Regions from separate parts of the Sus scrofa genome. Here all the other regions are linked to region 2. A link is a contact called in public Hi-C and promoter capture Hi-C data. All regions are on one chromosome and are shown on one strand. The core of a region is the stretch at or near the end of the contact, and the rest is flanking DNA. Distances in the headings are between cores, read along the strand shown.

Region 1 (2,700 bases), core at 160-2,659, 250 kb after region 2:
AGTCAAAAGGAGCCAACGTCCAGCGACAAGGCTTCCTCCGAAGTGGACGTGTGGCCATGAGGAGCTGGATGGAGGCGGCCGACCCCACTGTCCGGCCAAGAAAGGGCCAGGCTCAGTGGAAAGACGTCTCTAAGGAAGAAAGTCTCCGTTTAGATAGTCCACTCTTTCTAAAGAATTGGCTGATTTCTGACACAATCAGAAATGAACAATTTTAGGAGTTCCATTGTGGCGCAGCAGAAACGAATCCAACTAAGAACCATGAGGTTGCGGGTTCAAGCCCTGGCCTTGCTCAGTGGGTTGAGGATCCGGCATTGCCATGGCTGTGGTGTAGGTTGCAGATGCAGCTCAGATATGGCTTTGCTGTGGCTGTGCTGTAGGCTGGCAGCTGCAGCTCCAATTCAACCCCTAGCCTGGGAACCTCCATATGCCATGGGTGTGGCCCTAAAAAGACAAAAAGAAAGAAAGAAAGAAAGAAAGAAAGAAAGAAAGAAAGAAAGAAAGAAAGAAAGAAAGAAAGAAAGAGAGAAAGAAAGAAAGAAAGGAACAATTTTAAATGCCAATTTCACACTACCTTTTCAAAAGTTATACATTTCCTTAGAGAAAAGTATCAAACAATGTGCTTTGAAGTATTGGGATGAAAAGACACTGAATCAATACCTAAGCTTCCAGACAGGAGGATGAGCCAACTGACATAGTCGACGTTTCCAGAAACTGCTTACACAATCTCCCTGCCTAACGCTCCAGAATCTTGAGTGTCTCTTCATTCTGCTCACTGCCACTCCCTGTGACACTTGCACACCATATATTACACCTTTGATTTAGTAGGGAGGACAGGTCAACACAGAGCCAGAGACTCAGATGAAGTTCAAAGCAGGTAATCTCCTGGAAATGTCCAAACAGCTTTAGAATCAACATGCTTGAGGCTCAACATCCAAAGGGCTGTGCCCAATTTTGTCTCAGGACACGTCGAAGAAAACCCGCCTGTGTGTCCCTGATGAAATAAGTTGTTCTTCAGATGAGAATTCCAGAAGGCCGTGTCTAAACATTCATCTTAATTGTTTTTTTTTTTTGTTTGTTTTTTTTTTTTTTGGCCGTGACCATTATTAGGCTCCCTTGGCGGCGCCTTGATGGTTAAGGGTCAAAGAGGAGAGAGCTCCTATTATGAAAACCTACCAATGCACATTCAAAAAAGCTGGAGGCACAGGGTGCAAAAAGCTCCCACTCTACGGTAAACCAGGTTATACTCATTCTTTCTAGAAAGTATGCCTTTCTTATCTGGCAAGTCGGAACCAGGAGTCTCGAATTCTCTTTAGGCGTGCAAGGAAACGAAGTCCTAGACCAGTTAGTTCCAGGAGCTGCAGGTCATGTCTGGGATGGTTCCCACAAATGGACACACAGGAACCCAAGGCCATCATGTCCAGCGCAGGGCTCCCAAAACAAAGACAAACAGCACCCCCCGCCGCCGGAGCCCGAGCCCCCCTCCGTAATTCAGCAATTACTCAGTGGGCAGTAATTCCTTTCTGCTGGTCCCTGGGTTCCAGCCAAGGAAACGGAAATATCCTACCTTTATTCGCAACACCATCCCATGGAATTATTTTTTCCGGATGCCTTGGGAAGTTCAAGTATTTGAGAAGAATATCAGGAACTGTTGTTTCAGCCTGTTTGGTGAGGAGATAATGGCCTTCCAACTCCGGGCGCTCAGGAAGTGATGTGTGCAGCGGGGTTCCTGGATGGGGGTACAGCACGGTGCTTTAGCAAGACCCGTGCATGCTCTTTAAACAAAAGAAAACCAAAGCAGGCGGCCTCAGGCCCTTCGCTGCACTCAGACTTTTTGAATCAGGTCTCCAGATAAGAGGCTGGCCCCGGACAACCTGCCCACATACCAGTAACATTCTTTCGAGAGGGCGGCGGCAAAACTTGTTTTGAGAAATGAGACGTTTCACCGATACCACTAAATGGGGAGAGGAATAACCCCAGTAAATTCAGTGCTATCAAAATGAGTTCAGTTCTTTGAAAGGCTAGATGTTCCTCTCATTTGGGTCTGAATCAAAGACCAGCCTGGGAACTAAAACACATTTCATCCTGAGAAGTACCTGTGAGGGCATGGAATATATTAGCTGATCTTCCTGAAATGTGACGTCATTGGTGGTACCAGCTGTTTGGGTGTGCCATCTAAGGCTTTACAAAACTAGTATTTCTCTGGCTTTAATATGCATTTAGGATCCTAGAAAGCGGCCCAAGCTAGCGAAGTGCCCAAGGGGAGCTGCCCCGGCTTCACTTGAAGACGCTTAAACTGCTTGCAATCATGACCTATCAGCCTTCTGATGGGTGGATTCCAGAGAGTAAATTCCTAAATAACATCTAGAATCGATGGCGAGGATGATAATAAAACTGTTATAAAAGCAAACATTAGATACCGCACTTATACGTCAGGCTCCATTTAACATGTATGACAGAGGTTAATGAATTTAATCCTCAAAATAGGTGGGTCTGGGCACTTTTACTGCCTGTATCTTACAGATGAGGGTCCCGGGGCACAGAGGTGAAGTAACCTGCCTGTGGCCCCCTGGGTAGTACGGAGCAGAGGTGGGATTGGAACTCAGACTGGACACTCTTACCCCTCCACTCTCCCCCATTTGTGGTCCTCAGACACTTCTTTTTTTTTTTTTTTTTTTTTTTGTCTTTTTGTTGTTGTTGTTG
Region 2 (2,700 bases), core at 39-2,538:
ATAAATCAAAATACCCCGTCCCGGAGCCCTCAGGACACTGGGTCTGGCTTACATTTGGTCCTCTCTGTGGCGTCTGGGAGCAGCTTCTGCGAGGGTGTGTCCCAACTTCCACCAGCTGCCTTTGGAAGTCACGCTAAACGCCTATATAACATCAATTAGCGAAAATAAGGAAGAAATGGGAAATCCATACTTCTCTGGTCTTCCTCAGTTGATTCAGGTGGCGTTGATTTAACAGCTGATTTTGCTTTTATTTAGTTAAGGCAGCATTTAGGCCTTTTATGTGATCGTAAAGAAGAGAGGTTCGCACTGGGGTGTTGATCAGATCTCTTTGCCTTTGCTACCTCGCCCCTCCTTGGGCGCTGGCGAGAATTCTCGGTGCTTGAAACCTACGCGCTGCGGAGGCAACGCCTCGGGGGAGAGGGAGGGTGAAAGAAGGGGGCGGGCCTATTTAAATACAGACGAGACGCGCCTCTCTATTGGCCGCCGGCCTGCCCGTTACTCGGGAGGGCGGGGCGTCCCAGGGGCTGGAGTGCGGTACCTGAGCTAGACGCGCACCAGAAAGCCCACGTTGGCCGCTGCCGGCAGCACCGCGCTGGGAGGCGGGAGCCGGTGAAACCCCGCGCCGACTGCGCTGTCCTGAGCACGGGTCCGGTTGCCTCTCGTCCCTTCTGCGAGGGGGGTTTGCAGGGCAGCCCGGCGAACACCGAACGGAAAGCAAGAGCCTCACCGCCTCCGCCTGGGGAGTCGAGCGGCGCGTGGAGATTTTGAGCGAGAGCGGCAGTGCCCGAGGGCGGAGGGGCGCAGAGTTTGTGCGCGACTGGGAAGTTTCAGCCTCGCGGAGAAGGCTGGCATCTTGGGACGCCTTGTCGCCACGGCCCGGGCCCTACGGCGGGGTAAACTTCACCGCGGCCGCGCGAGTCGGGGCGAGGCGTGCGCGAGGATGATGACGGGTATCCCCCGCAGCTGGTGAGCGGCCCCGCTCCCCCGCCGTCCCGGGTCCCGCTCAGCCTCCCGGGAGGGCGCGAGGCAGCGCACGTGCGCGGGCAGCCAGACCCGAGAGAGACCGTGCCGTGACCCGCCCAGGGGCGGGGGCGCTGGCGGCAGCGCGGCCCCCACTCGGACGCACCTGGTCTGGACCGTCAGCCTCCGGAGATCTGCGCGGGAGTGCGGGGCTCCCCCTTCCTCTCCAGTGGTTCTCCCGGGGATCGCCCCCTTCGTCTCCCCTCCAGTCTGGGCATCTGGGGGCGCCCCAGACGACCATGAGAGATAAGGACTGAGGGCCAGGAAGGGGAAGCGAGCCCGCCGGGAGCTGGCGGGGGCTGTTCACGCCAAGGGCCACAGCGGCCGCGCTCCAGCCTCGCTCAGCCGCTGCACGCCTCGCGGGGCCCGCGGGGCCAGCCCGGCCGGGCGGGGATGCCGGGCCTGGGGCGGAGGGCGCAGTGGCTGTGCTGGTGGTGGGGGCTGCTGTGCAGCTGCTGCGGGCCACCGTCGCTGCGGCCGCCCCTGCCCGCCGCCGCCGCCGCCGCCGCCGGGGGGGCGCTGCTGGGGGACGGCGGGAGCCCGGGCCACGCGGAGCAGCCGCCCCCGCCGCAGACCTCTTCCTCCGGTTTCCTCTACCGGCGGCTCAAGACGCACGAGAAACGGGAGATGCAGAAGGAGATCCTCTCGGTGCTGGGGCTCCCGCACCGGCCCCGGCCCCTGCATGGCCTCCAGCAGCCGCAGCCCCCTGCGCTCCCGCAGCAGCAGCAGACTCACGGGGAGCCCCCGCCCGGGCGGCTGAAGTCTGCGCCCCTCTTCATGCTGGACCTGTACAACGCCCTGTCCGCCGACGACGAAGAGGACCTGGCTTCGGACAAGGAGATGGGGCAGCCCGGGCTGCGCGGAGGGACTGGCTCGTCCCCGCCTCGGCAGCCGCCCCCTCGCGCCGCGCATCCCCTCGGCAGCAGGAGCCTCCTGGCCGCCGGACCTGGTGGCAGCGCTTCCCCACTGACCAGCGCGCAGGAGAGCGCCTTCCTCAACGACGCCGACATGGTCATGAGCTTTGTGAACCTGGGTAAGGACTGGGGGTAGCGTAACGGCTGGAATATTCTCTCCTTTCCAGTCTCTCTGGCCCAGGGAGTGGGGTTGAGAGGGTGGAGAAGCCCCCTGGCTCGGGGGTCCGGGGTGGCGCGGCGGGAATGCGGGGACAGGCCGGCTGCCCTCCCGTCACCTGCGCTGCGGGAGCCGCAAGGGCACTCCCCGCGCGCCGGACCGGGCGGCGGGAGGCGGCCGGCAGACTGGGGCGCGTCTCGGTGACGGCCTGAGCGCGTCCCGCGCTTTCCCCACTAGTGCCCGGTTTGGGCCCCGTTCACTCTATTGTGGCAGAAAAATGGGGCAGGATTGGCTCCAGCTGGGAAGAAGGCTCTTCAACAACCTTCCCCTCTTGTTTTGTTCTGCATCCTCAACGCTCTGAGTGCCAGGGTTCCCACCGGGACTTTTAGGGAATCCGACAGCAGCTGAGTACTTTGGAAACTTGACATGACTGTGTTATTCGGTATCCACGGAATTGGGGGAGGAGGGTTGCAGAAGGAGGTCCCGAAAGGACCGCCAGTCCCAGCCAGGCGGGGCTCGCGCGGCTTTGAGGCCGGATCCCGAGCCCAGTTGGGGTAACCCACCCAGTACCCTCGCTCACTTGCTTTTGGCCAGCGCCCCAAGAGGCTG
Region 3 (2,700 bases), core at 138-2,637, 180 kb after region 2:
ATCTGAATACAGGGAGAAAAAGTTTCCTCCAACTTTTCAGCACATTTTCTGAACAGGACGTTTTCCTTGGGCACCTTCTCCATCCCATCCCCTTCCCAAATCTCAAGGAGCCTCGTCTGCCCTGGGGAAGAAGGCCAAATTCTGCAGCCTGGCCATCTGCTCTGCCAGTGAGGACCCCCTACACTGGGCATCTAGGCCCCCCGGGGGAAGGCCCCTGTGATCCTGTGAACGGCAGGGAGTGCTTCTGAGGACAACTCCCAGGGCAGGGGTCTCTGTGGTTGGCACTGAGGCCCAACCAAAGCCCCCACCCAGGAACCACGGCAGGAGGGACCTCTGTTCAACGCGGTGACTTTGCAGACGACCAGGCCTCAAGAGAGCACAGGGGAGCAGGGGCCAGAAGTCAGCCTTGAGTCCCGAGTCAGTGGCTCCTCTCACCGAGAGCACAGTTCCCCACGCACCCGGAACCGCGGAGGGACCCCAGAATCGGAACTGCTCGCCGCCTCCCGGGGGAGCGCAGGAACCCTCTGTGCCACAAAATGGGAAATCACGAGTTCCTGAGTCCCCGTGTTTCAGTTAAACCCTCGGGCGGGCCGGGGACCTGCCCTTCGGCGAGTCCAAGGGTCCAAGCCGAACCCTCGGTAGCGGCGCGCGGCCCCCAGGTCCGGGCAGCACCGCGCGGAAGTTGGGCGCCGGGGCACAGGGGACCGGCGGGTGCCGGATTCTCAGCGGCCCCGAGGGGCGACGTCCCTCCCTCCCCCTGCCTCGTTCCGGGGTCGGGGAGGGGGCGTCGGGAGCCGGAGGGACGGCCTTTTCCGGCTCGGCCCCCGCGGCCCGCCCCCTCCCGCTCCGCCCCGACCGCCTGGCGCCACGTCAGCCGCGAGCGCCCGACTCGCACCGGCCCCCGCGGCCCCCTGCTCCCGGCCCGGACCCCCCGGAGCCCGCCGAGCCCCCCGCCCAGCTCCCCCGGGCCGCGGCCCGCGCCCCCCGCGCGCCCAGAGCCCGGCCCCGGCCCGCCCCGCGCCCGCGGAGCCCCAGGCGGGCGGCGCGGCCAGTTACCAGGGCGCGAAGAACATGACGAAGTGCGCGGCGCTCTGGATGCCGTGCGTGAACATGTCGGCCGTGTACAGGTGCTTGGCGTGCGGGTCCTGCCCGTCCTCGCCCTCGGCCGCCGGGGGCCCGGCCGCCGCCGCCCCCGGCTCCTGGGCCCGGACGCCCCAGTGCCCGCCGCCGCCGCCGCCGCCGGCTCCCAGCAGCAGCACCAGCAGCAGCAGCGGCAGCGGCGGCGCGGCGGGGGCCAGGGCCCGGGGCCGCGGCGGGAGGAGGCGTCCGGGGCACGCGGGCATCACGGCGGGCTGGGCGCGCTCTCGCCGCGGCAGCCGGTCCCCTCCGCGCTGCCCGCCGCCGCCTCCCGCCCCACGCCCCGCCCCCCGCCCTTGAGGCCCCGCCCCCGCCCCGCCCCGCCGGGCGCGCGCCCGCTCCCCGCGGAGGTGGGTCCGCGCGCGTCCGGGGCGCCCGGCCGGGACCCCGCGGAGCGCGTGGGTTCGCGCCCCGGAGAACTTGCCTGTCGGACCTCCAGCACTTTCCGGGACCGCTCGGGTACATCCTGCGGGACCCCCGCGCCTCCCCAAACCCAAGCTGTGGCCGCTCCGCCCAGAGCAGGGCTGAGTACTGGATGGTCCCAGAGGCCAGGCCCAGAGCCACAGGGGGGGGGGTTGCCAGCCTCGTGAATCTTCACGTACACAAAGACGTGGGATTTCAGGCAAAGGGAAGAAAGAGCTGCTGTCAGCAGAATTCAGAAAATAGAGCAAAAGTGGGAGGGGTTTGCACCTGAATGACTCAAACTGTCGGCCGGGCCTCAACTGTGATTCTGGGCCTGAGCTCAGAGGTGTGATGAAACCTGCTTCCCAAGCAAAACCCTTGCGTCCTCGACACAAATCCTGCAGGGCTCCTCCTCCAAACAACGACTGGCTGGTGTTCTCTGCTTCCAAATCCCCAGGTGTGTCAGGGTGATAACGATACCCCAACGCTGGCTGCCCTGCCCCGGTGGAACCACTGCGAGGGGTCCCCAGGTGTGAATCGGGTGCCTCATAGTTCACACCTGCACACACGCCTGATTGCCTGGGTCACTGAAGGTTAGGCCCTGCCCTGGGAATCTGAAGCTCAATCAGGCAGCCCCACTAGGTTGCCTCCTGGGCTCCTGCTCTTCCTTGATTATTTTCAATCTGGGAAACCCCACTGACTCCTGGCGGCTGCAGGGGAAGCGCCCAGTGATTCACCTGTCATCACTCCCCTCCAGCCTTGGCTTCAACCACTACTCAACAGTGATGCACAAATAACAAACCATCAATTTCCCCTCAAGACTTTTTCTCCTAACCAGTAACACCTGAAACAGGGAACTCTGCCACTCACTCCCTCTTTTTCCTTATCTCCTACACATACAAGCCAACCACATTTCTCTCCTGATACCATTTCTTTCCACCCTTCTCAGGGTTCATGCCTGATGAGACCTTAATCCTGGCCTGTGCAGTAGCTTTCTAAAGGCTTCTTCCATTCACAAGCCTGGAAAGTTAGTTTTCCCAAAGCCTGCCTTTGACCGTGATACTTTGCTGCTCAGCACCCTCCCCCACCCCTCCCTACTGGGTAAAACGCAAGATTCCTCAGTTCACATCTCAAGAATCCTCTCCAGGGAGTTCCCATTGT

The links. Promoter capture Hi-C pulls out the DNA fragments that hold promoters and counts their contacts. A called contact is a pair of places that touch in the nucleus more often than the background predicts.
Region 1: a contact with region 2 is called in a Hi-C map of skeletal muscle, with 5 times the contacts expected there. The contact joins the enhancer-like site here to the promoter of BMP6 in region 2. A contact is called at or near these places in 4 of 5 promoter capture datasets (fetal liver, fetal skeletal muscle and liver), 18 of 47 Hi-C or Micro-C datasets (adipocytes, alveolar macrophages, embryonic fibroblasts and 10 more) and 1 of 2 datasets of contacts at active chromatin or transcription factors (skeletal muscle).
Region 3: a promoter capture Hi-C map of liver shows a contact between it and region 2, with 5 times the contacts expected there. The contact joins the promoter of TXNDC5 here to the promoter of BMP6 in region 2. A contact is called at or near these places in 1 of 5 promoter capture datasets (liver) and 1 of 47 Hi-C or Micro-C datasets (liver).

Annotation. Positions count from the first base shown.
Region 1 is chr7:5,303,347-5,306,046 of Sscrofa11.1, forward strand. No RefSeq gene overlaps it. Among named protein-coding and RNA genes, the nearest start is that of BLOC1S5, 59 kb to the right of the region's middle. Within about 2 kb of position 1,410, at least 3 of the 83 cell types and tissues checked have an H3K27ac peak or open chromatin away from gene starts, as enhancers often do. A contact at or near this core is called in skeletal muscle, where this site is marked.
Region 2 is chr7:5,057,529-5,060,228 of Sscrofa11.1, forward strand. It overlaps BMP6 (bone morphogenetic protein 6), which reads left to right and starts at 1,289. Exons shown (of 7, transcript NM_001168001.1): 1 at 1,289-2,053. The coding sequence starts at 1,414.
Region 3 is chr7:5,235,470-5,238,169 of Sscrofa11.1, forward strand. TXNDC5 (thioredoxin domain-containing protein 5) reads right to left here and starts at 1,388. Exons shown (of 10, transcript XM_021100160.1): 1 at 1,057-1,388. The coding sequence starts at 1,343.